Regions from separate parts of the Manis pentadactyla genome. Here region 1 is linked to region 2. A link is a contact called in public Hi-C data. All regions are on one chromosome and are shown on one strand. The core of a region is the stretch at or near the end of the contact, and the rest is flanking DNA. Distances in the headings are between cores, read along the strand shown.

Region 1 (6,893 bases), core at 1,773-4,272, 140 kb after region 2:
CAGCCAGCCATATCTGGGGACATATTTCATTGTTACAACTTGTGCAGTGGGACGTTCACTACTGGCATTTAGTGGGTGAAAGCCAGGGCTGCTGCCCCATGTCCTATAATGCACTGAGTGGCCCTCATAGCAAAGAATAACCCAGCCTCAACCGTCAATGGTGCTGTGGTTGAGCAACTGCTCTAGCAATTTGCTCTTCACCAATTTGAGGTTAGCAATGATCCTGTCTCTAGAAAGCCCAGGGAGCCATCTCTGATCTTGTCGCCTGCCTGAGCCTCAGTTTCTATGTCTGGAGAAATAGAACAAGGCCTCCCTGGTTGCTGTCTGGAAGAATAAAAGAGTTGGGATAGAAGTATCTATCTCAAAAGATGCTCAATAAAGGGCAGAGCCATGCAGGGAATTCTCTGCCAGGCTTGGTTTGACACCTCTGTGCTCAAGGCCTGGTTGGATGCAGCCACCTCTTCTGAGGAAACCTGACAGTATTTTCCATGCTCTGAAGCTTGCAGATCATCCTTGATTCTGTCCCCACGACTTCGTGCACCACCTCTGTTGCTGCACTGACCACCCACTCTGAACTCTGTTAGTCCCAGGATGGGGTGCTGGGGGAACGATGACAAACATGTCCTTTCTCCAGAGCATGACGACTCATCCCCCAGCACCTGGTACCATCAGCTTTTGCTAAAGTGAATTCTGGGCCCATCCAAGATACATGCCTCTGGGAAGACAGGGAAAGGGAAGGAGCAAGTTAACAAGCCCCTATTAGGGAAAGAAAATGGATCCTATAGCCAGACAGAAAGGGGAGACTAAAGTCTCCATTTGCTTCTCCCGAGTCACAGGCCTGGACCTGAGGGACAGTCTTACTAGGGATTTCCAACCAGAAGGATGCAGAGGAAGCTTTGGGAACAGGTGCAATGTGCAAAAGCACATACAGTATTTGTGGAATTTTCTATATGAAAGATAAGGGACCAGTGGAAAAAAAAAATCGTTCCAGACATAAGTAGAATGGAAAGCTGAACAAAGTCAGATGGCTGCAGCGAGTTTCAATGCTGATTCACCACTGCAGGGCTGCATGAAATCCAAGGGAGCCATGTGCTGGATGCCAATATTGTCAAGAGGGGGTTGGGTTTCAAAGTTGAAAAAGGTTGACTGAGACCGATCCATTCATTTTGCAGGTGACAAAGCAGACAGAGAGACTTGACCTGGGTCAGGACCCTCAACACAAGACCCTCTGTGACAGCCTGCCTGGTTATGCTCCTGGCTCAGGGAGGGGACAGAAGTTGGGGCCATGCAACTTGAAGATTACGGTCCTGTTCAGGAGGTGTCCTGGCCAGGGCAAGCCCATGCTCAATGTGTGTCCTGGGCAAAGTGAGGCCTAAGGGCCAGAACATTCTGGAAGTTAACAGGATGGTTACCTCTCTGTGGTTCTCTTTACATTCAAGCTATACAGATTCATTTAAATGAACTATAAACCCAGGCTCCCCAGCCCTTTCCCAAACAAGGATTCCCACAGTTGGGAAAGAAATAAATGCTGATCAAAACCACCCAGTCTAAGGCCCAGGCCCACCGGATGGTAGAACAACCTCCCAGCAGCCCAAGTCAACTCCTCCTGTACCTGGATGCTTGAAGAGTCTGCAGACTCAAAGCCTAGAACACGGATCAGGAAGGCAGGAGCTGGGACCCTCCAACAGCTCCCCCCTCACACGAAGACGTAGGAGAGGCTTTCCCTACAGACCCCAGTCCTCAGGGTGCCCTGGGAAGGAGGCAGGACACGCTTCCAGGGCTGAGCTCACGGCCGCCGGGGGACAAATTTCCTGTGTGTTGTTTTACCCATTTAAGTCCAAGGATGCAACTCGGAGGAGGTGGTGACAGCCCAGCTCACACGGGTGCGTGCACACCCACTCCCTCTCCTCTGAAACCCAGTTCCGGCCCCAGAGAGGCCCAGAGGCTTCTTCCTTGCTCCCCGGGACCCCTGGGCTCCAGCCAGCTCCTGTCTTAAGAAGAGAGTAGTGCCGTTTGCAAGTTCGGAATACTGGAATATCTGGGACTCGCCGGTAGTCACCCAGTCGTTGGGGGTGAAGTCAGGAAGAAAATAAATCAGGAGGGGAAGGGAACCCCTCCAATCTCCATGAGTTGCACCCCAACCTCTCTGTATGGGGCTACTCTACTCCCCTCCCTCCCCTCTTCCCAGGCCCCCACAGCGGGACCTTAGTTCTTGCTACAGCTTCCCCACTTCTACCCCTCTCATTCCCCACTTCCTCCCTTCCCAATTGCGCCGGCCCCCACCCAGTGGGTTCAGACCTCTCGCATTTCGCGCGCACCCACTGAGTCCCAGGCGCCGCCCTCCCTCGGTACCATTCTTCTCTTCCAGCCACGGTCGGAAGCCCCAGAGCCGTCCCGCACCCCTTTCCCCAATCGCACCCCGCCGTGCCTCCATCGGCCTTGCCCCTCTCCCCTAGCCTGGGCCTCTCAAGTCTGCCTTCTTGCCTCTCCCCCTCCCAGCCCCATTTCCTGCGACCCCCCAACTACCACTTAAGCCACGTTCTCTTCACAGAAGCTGCTCGAAGCCACAAGACCGCCTCCACTCACCCGCCGCAAATTCCCTCACCAGGAGGCCCATCCCATCAGCTTTCCCCAGTCTCGTCCCGCTTCCACCCGGTCTCCAGCAACCCCTTCACGACCCCCAAGCTCGTTTCCGCCCCCTCGACCCCGTCTTCGCTCTTCCTCCACTCCGTCCCCCTACAAGGCACCCCGCCTACGAGAGCTTCAACATCGAGCCCCCGACCCAGGACTGCCCGGCACTCACCTGGGCCTTGGCCACCGCGCGCCGCAGGTCCCGGGCCGGGTCCCTGCCCGGCCGCCCGCCCACTGCTGGTCCGGCCGCTCCGCTCCGCCCCGCCGCGCCCGCCGCTCCCCCGCGCGCTCCTGCTTCCGGGTTCCGGGGGCGGGGCCGAGGGCGTGACGCCTGCGCGCCTCGGGGCGGAGCGCCAGGAATCCCCGCCCTCCCGGTCCCGGCCCCTCCGCCTGCCGCTGGCGGGCGAAACCAAGTGTGAGGGGAGGACAGAGAGGCGCGCACTCAGGAGTTGCCCGTTTCACCCGCACCCAGACACCCCGAGGCCCGCAGCCACACCTCCCGCGGCGCAGCAATATAGCCCGGCCCGGGGCGAGGGGGTGGGACCCGGACTTGAGAAGTGGGCCTTTGAGTTGAAGGCGGGAAAATGGCGGATTCCTCGGGGCGCGGTGCTGGGTGAGTTGAAGCGCTATGGGTCCGGATTTGTGGGTGCTGGCGGGAAGACTTACTATGGCCGAGGGCTGGGCCAGGGAAGGAGCAAAGTTGGGTGCGGGTATCCTCGGGTGAGTCCAGTTCGGACCCCCGAGGATGCGCAGCTGTGGAAGGCGGGAGGAGGCCTCTGCGCATGTTCAGGAACGTGGGCTCAGTTCCCTACCGAAAGAGTTCGAGTCCTCCGTCCGCCGCTTCGATCTTGGGTGATTTCTGGTTAAGTGGCATAACTTATGTGTGTGTGTCTTGGTTTCTTCCCCTGCGAAGCGATGTTGACGACTGTCTTCCTAATGGGTTTCAGCCCCGGGCAAGTTCGCTATGGATTCAGTGTGATCAAAGAAACTGACGACAAAACGTTCTTGGGGTGAAAGGGTTATACCCAACTTTATTTCCAGGTGGCAGGTCAGTCCCAAAAATCCTGTTCACTCAGAACGAGTCAGCATGCAGTAAGCCGGTCTCTGCCTCTGGGCCCCTCTCTCCGCACAGCCGTCCTCAGGGCCTCTGTCCTTGGCGCTGCCACTCTCATTTTATCCACTGTGACACCACTGCTCAACCTACAGTGCTCGGCCCCTCAATGTTAATCTGTCGCTATTACTATGGCCATTTTGTAGTGGACAAGGGTTGGGCCCCTAAAGTATCTCCTTTAGTCTTCCCACTCGCTTTTCCTATGCCTCCCATTTACAAATGAGAGGATAGAGGCTCAGGGAGGTGTGGATAAAATGAGAGTTCCTGTGGCCAGGATTCTCACCTGGCCCTGGCTGACTAGCTCACTGCACACCTGTGGGCAATACATGGCTGTTGACTCTATAAAAGAGCTCCGCCCAGTACTCTGGGCGCGACATGGTGGCAGGGCTTCAAGGCTGCAGGAGAGCAGAGCAGAGGACAGAGGCCCAGAGGATGGCTGTGCAGACAGAGAGGCCCAGAGGCAGAGACCGGCTTGCTGCATAAAGACTCGTTCTGAGTGGATGGGATTCTAGTGACTGACCTGCCACCTGGAAATAAAGGGTATAACCCTTTCACCCCAAGAACGTTTTGCTGTCAATTTCTTTGGTCACATTAAATCCATAGTGAACTTCCCTGGGGCTGAAACCCATTGGCAAGACAGGAGGGAAGGTCATTTGCTAAGGGTCACACAGCAAGAACAAGAACAGAGGTGAGATTCCAGGGCTGTGATTGTTTTATTTACTAGTCGTCTGATGTTTATTGTCCCAGAGCAAATTAAAATTTAACAGACCAACTGAAATCACTTGTCTTTTTTCCATGGCCCCTTGCCTTAAATGTGAGATTGACATTAGCCTATCCGAGGTTGGTGGGGGAGGTGCCTGAGATTGGCACGAGTGTAGTTAACACAACACATGTAGTTAACACAACGCAGGTGTAGACCATTAGGTAGATTCTTGCTCTGCCCATTTCCTCCTCTGAAACTCGCCAAGGGTGACCCATTTAAGCCTTCTGGTCTGGAAAATGAGGATAAAGCAAGTCAATGATTAGGTATTTGTAGGGTTGAGAGGATTCTGTGGGGCCCAGCAAGCATTTGTTAGTTGCCACTCCTGACTGGGCTGGAGCTGCCCCCAACACTGCCTGGGTCTCACCTTGGGTTCCTTGGAGCCTGATAACCAGGAGGTAGCTGCAGTGACCGCAGGAAGGCAGCCACCACTGCTAGAGCCTGTTGTCAGCAGAGGTTACAGCTCTCAGGTCCCTGCCTGGCCCCTCATCCTGCTTCTCCTGCATGGCTGGTCTCTGTCCGTGGCATTGTGCTCTCCCAGACCAGACACCTAGGCAGCATCCCTGACTCTTGAGCACCTACCAGCTGCTTAGTGATTCCCACCTTATGACCCCTCTCTTCTACTACAGGCTTCTTTCTTTATTTTTCTAAATTCAGCTGAAGTGCATATAACATCAAATTAACCATTTTGAAGTGAGAGATTCAGTGGCATGAAGACATTCACAGTGTTGTGCAGCCACCACCTGTACCTCATTCCAGAACACTTTCATCTGCCCAGGAGGAAACCTGTGTCCATTAGCAGTCACTCCCTGCTCTTTTCTGCACCACAACCTGCTTTCTGTCTCTATAGATTTGCCTGTTCTGGACTTTTCATATAAATGGGATCATGCAGCATGTGGCCTTAATGTGTTTGGCTTCTTCCACTCAGGGTAATGTTTTCGAGAGTCAGCCATCATGGTGAATGTCAGTACTTGACTCCTTTTTAGGCCTGAATAATGGTCAGGGTTCATTATTTGTTGATGCGTCCAATCATTTTGTAGCAGCTTTCGGAATTCTCTCTGTTTAGTCCCATGCTCTCGATCACCCATTCCCCATGCTGGGGGCTCTCAGTCCTGACAGTGCTGACATTCTGCGGCCATCCTGTGTGCTATAGGGTGTTGCACAGCATCCCTGGCTCCCACCCACTATACCAATACCACCTCCTCTATTCTGACAATCACACATCTTCAGACATTGCCAAATGTCTCCAGGGGTCAGAATTGCCCTCCAGTGAACACCTCTGAGTTATTTGTCTGACAGGTATTTATCAGGTGCCTCCTAATCTGCCAGGTTGTGGGTGTTATGGACTGAGTATTTGTGTGTCTCCCTCACCCATCCCCACATTCATATGTTGAAGCTCTAACCGTGTGTGGCTGTATTTGGAGATGGGGTCTCTATGGAAGGAATTAAGGTTAAGCGAGGTCATAAAGGTGGGTGCTGATCCAATTGGACTGATGTCCTTATAAGTGACTCCAGAAGGCTTTTCCTGGCCCACCTTGTGCTCACAAGAGGTGACATGAACCCCCAGTGTGAAGGCAGCTACCTACCTTGCCCACACCTTGATCTTGGACTTCCAGCCCCCAAAACTGTGAGAAGTAAAAATCTGTTATTTAAGCCGCCAGCCTCGTGTTTTGTCCTGGCAGCTCAAGCAGATGAATACATAGGCACTGGGGAATGGTGAGGAGCAGACTTGGTCCCTGTCCTTCTAGAACCTGAGGGCCTGTCTATTCCCAGCTGCCAGTGGTCTTCATGAAATACAGCTTTAACAGTGACCCTCTCCTGTTGCCTGTAGCAGGGCTCCACACACAAGAGACTGCAAGCGAAAGCTAGAGCACCCCCCGCCCTTTTGTACAGTGGGCGATCTGAGAGTGTTTTGTATGTTTTTAAGTGGTTGTTAAAATCAAAAGAAGAAAATGGTTGACCCTTGGACAACACAGTTTGAACTCTGTGGGTCCACTTATATGTGATTTTTTTTTTCAATAAAAATATTGGAAAATTTTTTTTGGAGACCTGTGACTATTTGAAAATTTTCTCTAGTTTACTGTAAATACAGTATATGACACAGAACGTTCAAAGCATGTGTTAATTGAATGTTTATGTTATCAATGAGGCTTCCAGTCAATAGTAGGCTATTAGTGGTTAAATTTGGGAGAGTCACAAGTTATACATGGATTTTGGATGCATGGGGGTTTAGTGTCCCGAACCCCTGCATCCATCAAGTGTCAGCTATATTTTGTGACATGTGAAAATTGTATGAAATGGAAATGTCATGGTGGGTAAATAAAGTTGTGTTGCAATATAGTACCACCCCTTTCTATATGGTCCATGGCAGCTTCATGCTACAATGGCAAG
Region 2 (6,421 bases), core at 2,650-5,149:
GGGCAAGTAGCAAAATCTAGCTCTTGAGCTGGGCAGATTCACCCAGCCCAGCCCACACTGTGGGTCCCCCATACCAGGGAGATCAAAGTGGACTCTGTCCACACAGACAGGACCAAACTGCCAAAGCACCAGCATATTCAGTCACCAAATGTTTCAAAGAACCTCTGCTCCCTATCTGTTCTCCCATGATGGGAGCTCACTACCTCTCCAGCAGTTCCATCTGTAACAAACCTCCCCTCAGCCTGAGGGGGACATCGGCCCTGCTGTGCAACTTGGGTAGAGCTGGAGGTCGGTGGCTGCTTTCAGCATGGGGCAGCCGCAACACTCAAACACCTTAGGCTGGATGGCCAATTCCCCAGGACTCAGCTGCAGGCTTGGATGTCCTGGGGCCGCAGCTCTCGCTCGCCCTCAGCCAAAAAGACAAGGAGGGCACGGTGCAGCAGATGCACCCCCAAGCGGCGGCGCCGGGCTGGTGGCCAGCTTGCCACCACTCCGTAGCAGTGCCCTTGTTTCTGGTTGGTCAGTGTCTGGATCCCTGGAGAGATTGAGGGTGAGGTAACAGGAGCAGCCTCAGGGAACCCCTGGCAGAAGTATGTGACAGTGAACCCACTGTGTATTGCCCTCGAGCAGGGATAAACCAATGGAGTAAAATATGTGTTCATGCAGTACAGAGTGGTACTCAATAATTGCTAATTGCATGAATGAAGAACCCTGAGAAAGACTGAGGGAATTGGTAGATTAAGTGCCCCTCATGTGACCCCCACCAACACCTGACAATGCACGTGCCTACCTAGAGCATCCACAAGACACGCCTCTCGAGTGTAAGCCTCCACAGCGACCACATGCTGGAAGCAATGCAGGGAGACAACACCACGACCACTGGCCCAAATGTCCAAGATCTGGTGTACCTTGGGGCAGGCCTTGGAGTGAGAGTGGGATCAAGAGTCAGTACCCCACTTCCCTCCTTCCTCTACCTCCCCATGGCCCAGCTGTCCCTGCCATGACCCTGGTCCTTATCCTCACACCTGTTTTCCCAGCTGCCTGTGGTGGCTGAGGGCTTCCCAGAGGTGGACATCTGGTCGGGCTCGTGTCCCCTTGCCCACATAGAAGATAGCATGAACAAAAGTCTGAAGGCATTCAACTGGGGTCAGTGAGAAGGCTCGAGCTGGCAGGTCCTGAGTCTCTCTGGATGAAGGGTGTGGCTCAGAGAGGAAGAGACAAGAGTCGCCCCCAAGACAGTCTGTAACGTCACAGAGTAACTTGAACCCATGTCCAGTGACCCCTTCTATAGGGCAGAGAGTGGTGGCTGCTCCCCAAGGACACTCAGCAGCTTGAACTGAATCCAGCCAACCTTTTACAGATAGAGAAGTTGATGACCAGAGAGGGCCAGTCCTTCCAAAGGACACACAGCAAATAAGAATCCATCTCAGAACTTTCCAGCTCCCACTTCTGGGTCATTCCTGCTCTGCGTACCTGGGGTCCAGCAGCAGATACGTGAAACTGGACTTCACAACTCCCTCCCGCCACCTTCTGTTGGGATCCAGCCGCTCAAACTGCTGGGCAAGCGCATCCTCATCTGCCTGGGCATTGGGGATACAGCCTGTCCGCAAAGCCTCAGCCAGCTCTGGGCTGTAGCCTGAAAAGTCTGGACCTGGGAAGGGAAACTGAGTCAAGGGAGACACAGGAAGAGGTGGTTCCCAGACTAGGACTAAGAGTCGGGGGTCTCCAGGGATTCCTGGAGGTCCTCTCTGGGTGCCCAGAAGGAACTAACCAGGAACAGCCTGGGCTTCTTCCAGCTGTCGGAGATAGCATGGCCGGGTGAAGGGTGTGATGGGGCCGGGGCTCTTGCCAAGAGCTCGGAGTTCTTGTAGTAACTCCAGGTCAGACAAGGCAGGTACCGGCAGGCACTGGCAAGAGGGTGCAAGGTCCCTGCCACCTGTGGAGCTTTCATCCTCTGAGAGCCAGAGGATGAACACATCACTGTCAAGGGACAACTGGTCGTCTGTTAGGAGGTGGAGGTCAGGGGATCCAGGCAGTGGTTCCTGAGGGGGACTACGAATGGGGCTCCCATCTGGGAGGGATGTGGGGGAGAGGGAGGCAGCTGAGGAGGTCAGAGTCAGGGCCTCTAGACAGGCATTCAGCTCTGCCTCCCTGCCTGCCATGATGGCTCGATGCACCCACTGTGGGGTACCTGGAGACCTTGGCACTCTCTGGGAGGGCTGGACAATGGACAGGAGGCCCTGCCTGGTCTGAGGCAATGACACACCCCAGGGAGAGATGTGGTCCTCGGCTCCAGAGGCCTCGACAGCAGTGACAAAGGAGTCATCTGAGCTGCAGTCCCAGGGCCCCAGAGGGGAATCTGAGCTCTCATCCTTCATGGCGACCTCAGGGTGGGCACAGAGGCTGGGAGAGCCAGAACCAGCCTCCAAGCCCGTATCCTTGCTGTCACCTCCGCCCAGGCCTGTAGAGTCCGGCATCACATCAGGAGGTCCCCAGGGGCCTGGGCCTGAAGCAGGAGATGAGAGTGGTGGTCAGAGAGTAGGGGAGGGGGGAGCCAGAAGTAGAGATGGGAGTCGGATCAGACAGGAAGAAACCGCTGGAGGCGCGGGCAAGATGGAGAGAATCCGAAGCAGCCAGATTTGGCCAGAGGCGCTGGATGCGAGACAGAATGATCTGGAGAGAGTTGGACATCAGAGACACACAAAGCTAGAACGGAGGCTAAGCCCCACAGGCAGCGCAGGCCCCACTCACTGCCAGCCTCGGGCTCAGGCTCAGGCACAGGCTCCTGGGTCTTTGTCCGAGTCCAAGTCCTCCTGTCGAAATCCCGCAGGACGCACGCGCAGTCCTGGTGCAGCTGCTGCTCAGCCAAGTCCAGCGGCCGGAGTCCGTCCTGCCGCGGTGCTGTCAGCAGGGGGCGCCCGACACCCTCCTCCCTCCATTCTCGCTCCCAATCTCTCTGGGTCCGCCCTGCGGCTATGGACGCTGCGCGCCGCACCTGATCGCGCAGCTCGGGGTCAGCTCCCTGGCTCAGCAGCAGCTCCAGGCCGCGGCGACAGCCCCAGGCGGCGGCCACATGCAATGGTGTCAACGCCTCGGCCGATCTGGGGCAGGAACCGGGGAAGGGTCAGCGGAGAAGGGAATTCGATCCCCGGGTCCCCGAGCCTTGGCCCTCGGCTTCCCATCTCCACCTGCTGCCCTGAGACCACCCTCGGAACCTAGATCCTAGCCCTTGGGCTGGGACCCAAACCTCTGCTCTCTGACCCTAGAGCCTCTCTGCCTCTAGATCTGTAGCTTCGATCCCACTTCGGCCCCAGAGAAGCCTCATACCCCACTCTCAGTCTGGGACTCTACCCTGCCTGCCCTTTGACTCTGAGTTCAAAATCGCCAAGCCCCAACGTTGGGAACCGAGTTCCCGCCCTCACTCTGGAGACCACTCCCCTGTTTCAAAGACCCAACCCCTGGCCCAGGCCCCGCCTCACCGAGCGTTGGGGTCCCCTCCTCGGCGCAGAAGAGCTTCCAGGCAGCGCACACCTCGCGGGTATCGGGCCCCGGCCGCCAGATGTATGGCCGCCGCGCCATCCGCAAGCACCAGGTTGGGGTCAGCGCCGCGGTGCAGCAGCTCCTCCACCGCCCTACGGGCAGGTGGTCAGAGTGGACCATGACCCCCGCCCCGCACCCAGCCGGCCCCCAGGGCCCCGCCCTCACCGCGGCTCCTCCTCCCGCAGCGCTGCCCGCAGCCGCAGCGCCAGGTCAGCCCCAGCGCCCATGCCCTGGCACGACCCCGAACCCTGCAGCCCGGCCCGCCGATTTTCAATTTCCTGAGGCGCCCTCGTGCGCAAGCGCCGCCCCGCCCCTCGACTCCGGTCCCCGCTCCCTGGCACCGCGCAGCAGCCTCAAGCCAGCCGGGTTGGGGAGATTTTGCGCCCTCCCTAGCCACGACACCAAGTTGAGCTCCAGCGGGACCTGGGGCTGCCGATAAAGGCAGGGACGGGTGGCTTATCTCGTTTCTAAACGGAACGGGAAGGCACCTTGCCGGAGTGGGTGGAGTTACGGGCAGAATGGGACCCACGGATATCCCCGGGGCATACAGTCTCCTGGACAGCTTTGTTAAGGCACCTAAGCTCGCACAGCACCCGTACTATGTAAGCCTTTGATTAACAGCTACCGCCTCCAGAAGCTCTGAGTGGCCCATTTTCATGTCCCCAGAGCCCGGACTCTGTAACTGTAGCGCGGGGGCCTCAGGGCCTTAGTTTCACCATCTGCAAAATGGGACAATAATCTATTCCAGGATGCTGTTAAGTTGAACAAAGCTTTCATCACTGGGGTCTGGCACTTGGGTGCCCAATAAATGCTCATAAGGAGGAATAGCTGTTGTTCAAAAAAGCTATTTTCATTTTATATGGCACTGAGAGAACCTCGTAGGTAACTTTTTTTTTTCTCACAATTGCTATACAGATAGTTGAATGGTGGGCCTCTCCCTTCCTCTAGAGTGCACAGTGCACCCAGTTTCCTGATGGAGCTGTAAATCCTCCCGTCCCAGAAAGGCTTGACGGCCAGTCAGGGCATCCCACAACTGTGGCCCATGACTGGCCCAATGCAAGGTCACCTGGCCCAGGCAAGGCTGTATGCTAGTGCTGGGAACCCTCACTTCACCTGGGTTGGGGTTTGCAGAGTGGTCCCAGCCATCTCATCCCTTTCCACGGATTGGGAGACAAGCAGGGCACACTTAACATCACCCAGGGTATTTTAGCCCACTCCCAACAGTAATGTCGGAATGGCTGGATACACCCAAGCCTGAAGCTGCACCTTGGTTTCTCATCCACAAGAAGCAAGACTTTCCCTTTATGTTCGGTGGGCAGGTTTTCTGTCACTTGCAAGAAGAGCTCAATTAACACAAGGTGATTGTTGTGGACCTCAGTTAGGGACCCTCAAGATTTTTATTTTGATGACAAAAATCACACAGAGAACAAAAATTACAATCGACAAACTGGGAGTGGGATGTAGCCTGGGAAACTGGGAAACGGGTGCCAAAGAGTCCCTGCCATGTTTCCTGGAAGCCTGAGTTTCCTTCCAGGGTCCCCTAGGTCCTCTGAGTACCTCCTGGAATCCCACAGGGTCCCACAGAGTCCAGTTTAAGAACCAGCATTCTAGGCCAAGGGTTTCATTGTACAAAGTTACAAGGATGTAATAAGGTACACAAGTGTGGTTCAAACAGTGGCCTCAACCTCAGTGGCTTCATCCTCCTCCTCCAGCAGGCTATAGGATGCATGACTCTGGCAGGGCCGCTGCAATGGGTGAGCCAGTAGTTTGGCCATACAGTTGTGCAGCTCGAGGGCTGGCCCAGCCAGCGCCACCTCGTACTTGTAACTGGTACCCTTGGTATCCAGGCTGCCCATGAAGGCAAACATTTCCTGTGGGGCCAGGGAGGGGCTGTTCAGGCAGGGGCTCCCAGGACAGGCCCTCCCTGCCCCTGGAAGGCTTTCCAAAGGAGGGGGCATTAGGTGAGTTCTAAAGGATGAAGAGGAGTTTGCCTGACAAAAAATATATCTACACTGGGCAAATATTCCCTACCCCAAGCCTACCTCCCAGTGTTACAACCTCAAGAGGTCTTAGTCCTGGAGCCCCTAGTCTGGAGAGACACAGTCAGATACACACTAGTGATAGTCCCCAAGCTGATCTTCCCTGGCGTGCAGGGAAAGCTTCCCAGAGTAGGGACTTTTGCGTTAGGGTATTGAGGTATAGGTAGGAACTGGTCTCAACTCTCCCTATTCAGAGTTGGATAAACTAAGGCTCAGAGAGATAAATGGCCTACTCAGGATCCTACAGCTAGTTCAGGGCTGGGATGTGAAGGCAGGGAGGGAAGGGGGCTCCAGGCAGAGGACACAGCAAGAACAAAGGCAGGAAGAGAGAGGAGATGATATGGGCAGGACTCTACATGCTCCTGGAGCCAGCATGCCAACATTCCCCACTAGCTCACAGCAGGTGTGGAAGCGGTTGCTGAATGACTAAATAACAACGATCCAGTAGGACCAGCGATCCAGGGCTGCAGTGGAGACGGCTCCTCCAGGCATATGGCAGGTGGGCTCTGAGAAACCCCATCTATGCCCACCCGCCACCCACCCACACAGCAGCGTCTCACCTTCCAGCTCATCTCCTCCTCCTTCTCATCAGTGCCATTGTGGAGGTAAACAATATCGAAGAAGAAATACGGGCACTGGAACATTTTCTGCAGGGGAAGAACACCAGCCTTTGGGCAAGGGCAAGGGCACCCCACGCTCCACGCTCCCATGCCCCCCATCCCCCAGCTTCTGCCTTGGACTCTGGGAACCTGCCTGAAGGTGCCACAGCTCCAGTGGTCAGGAAGTCCCTCCAGGTGTCTAACCACCCATCCTGCTGACAGCAGACATCCTGCCCTCTCCCA

What was found. A called contact is a pair of places that touch in the nucleus more often than the background predicts.
Region 1: a Hi-C map of skin fibroblasts shows a contact between it and region 2, with 6 times the contacts expected there. The contact joins the promoter of HAUS8 here to the promoter of ANKLE1 in region 2. A contact is called at or near these places in 2 of 3 Hi-C or Micro-C datasets (fibroblasts and skin fibroblasts).

What each region holds. Positions count from the first base shown.
Region 1 is chr12:23,556,386-23,563,278 of mManPen7.hap1, forward strand. It overlaps HAUS8 (HAUS augmin like complex subunit 8), which reads left to right and starts at 3,023. Exons shown (of 11, transcript XM_036893343.2): 1 at 3,023-3,244. The coding sequence starts at 3,216. It overlaps MYO9B (myosin IXB), which reads right to left and starts at 2,939. Exons shown (of 40, transcript XM_057490231.1): 1 at 2,804-2,939.
Region 2 is chr12:23,420,221-23,426,641 of mManPen7.hap1, forward strand. It overlaps ANKLE1 (ankyrin repeat and LEM domain containing 1), which reads right to left and starts at 3,900. Exons shown (of 10, transcript XM_036893377.2): 1 at 3,706-3,900; 2 at 3,480-3,632; 3 at 2,996-3,101; 4 at 2,752-2,890; 5 at 2,450-2,506; 6 at 1,772-1,954; 7 at 1,474-1,651; 8 at 1,026-1,185; 9 at 791-920; 10 at 1-535. The coding sequence starts at 3,767. The coding sequence ends at 363. It overlaps BABAM1 (BRISC and BRCA1 A complex member 1), which reads right to left. Exons shown (of 10, transcript XM_036893384.2): 9 at 6,140-6,226; 10 at 4,067-4,259. The coding sequence ends at 4,239.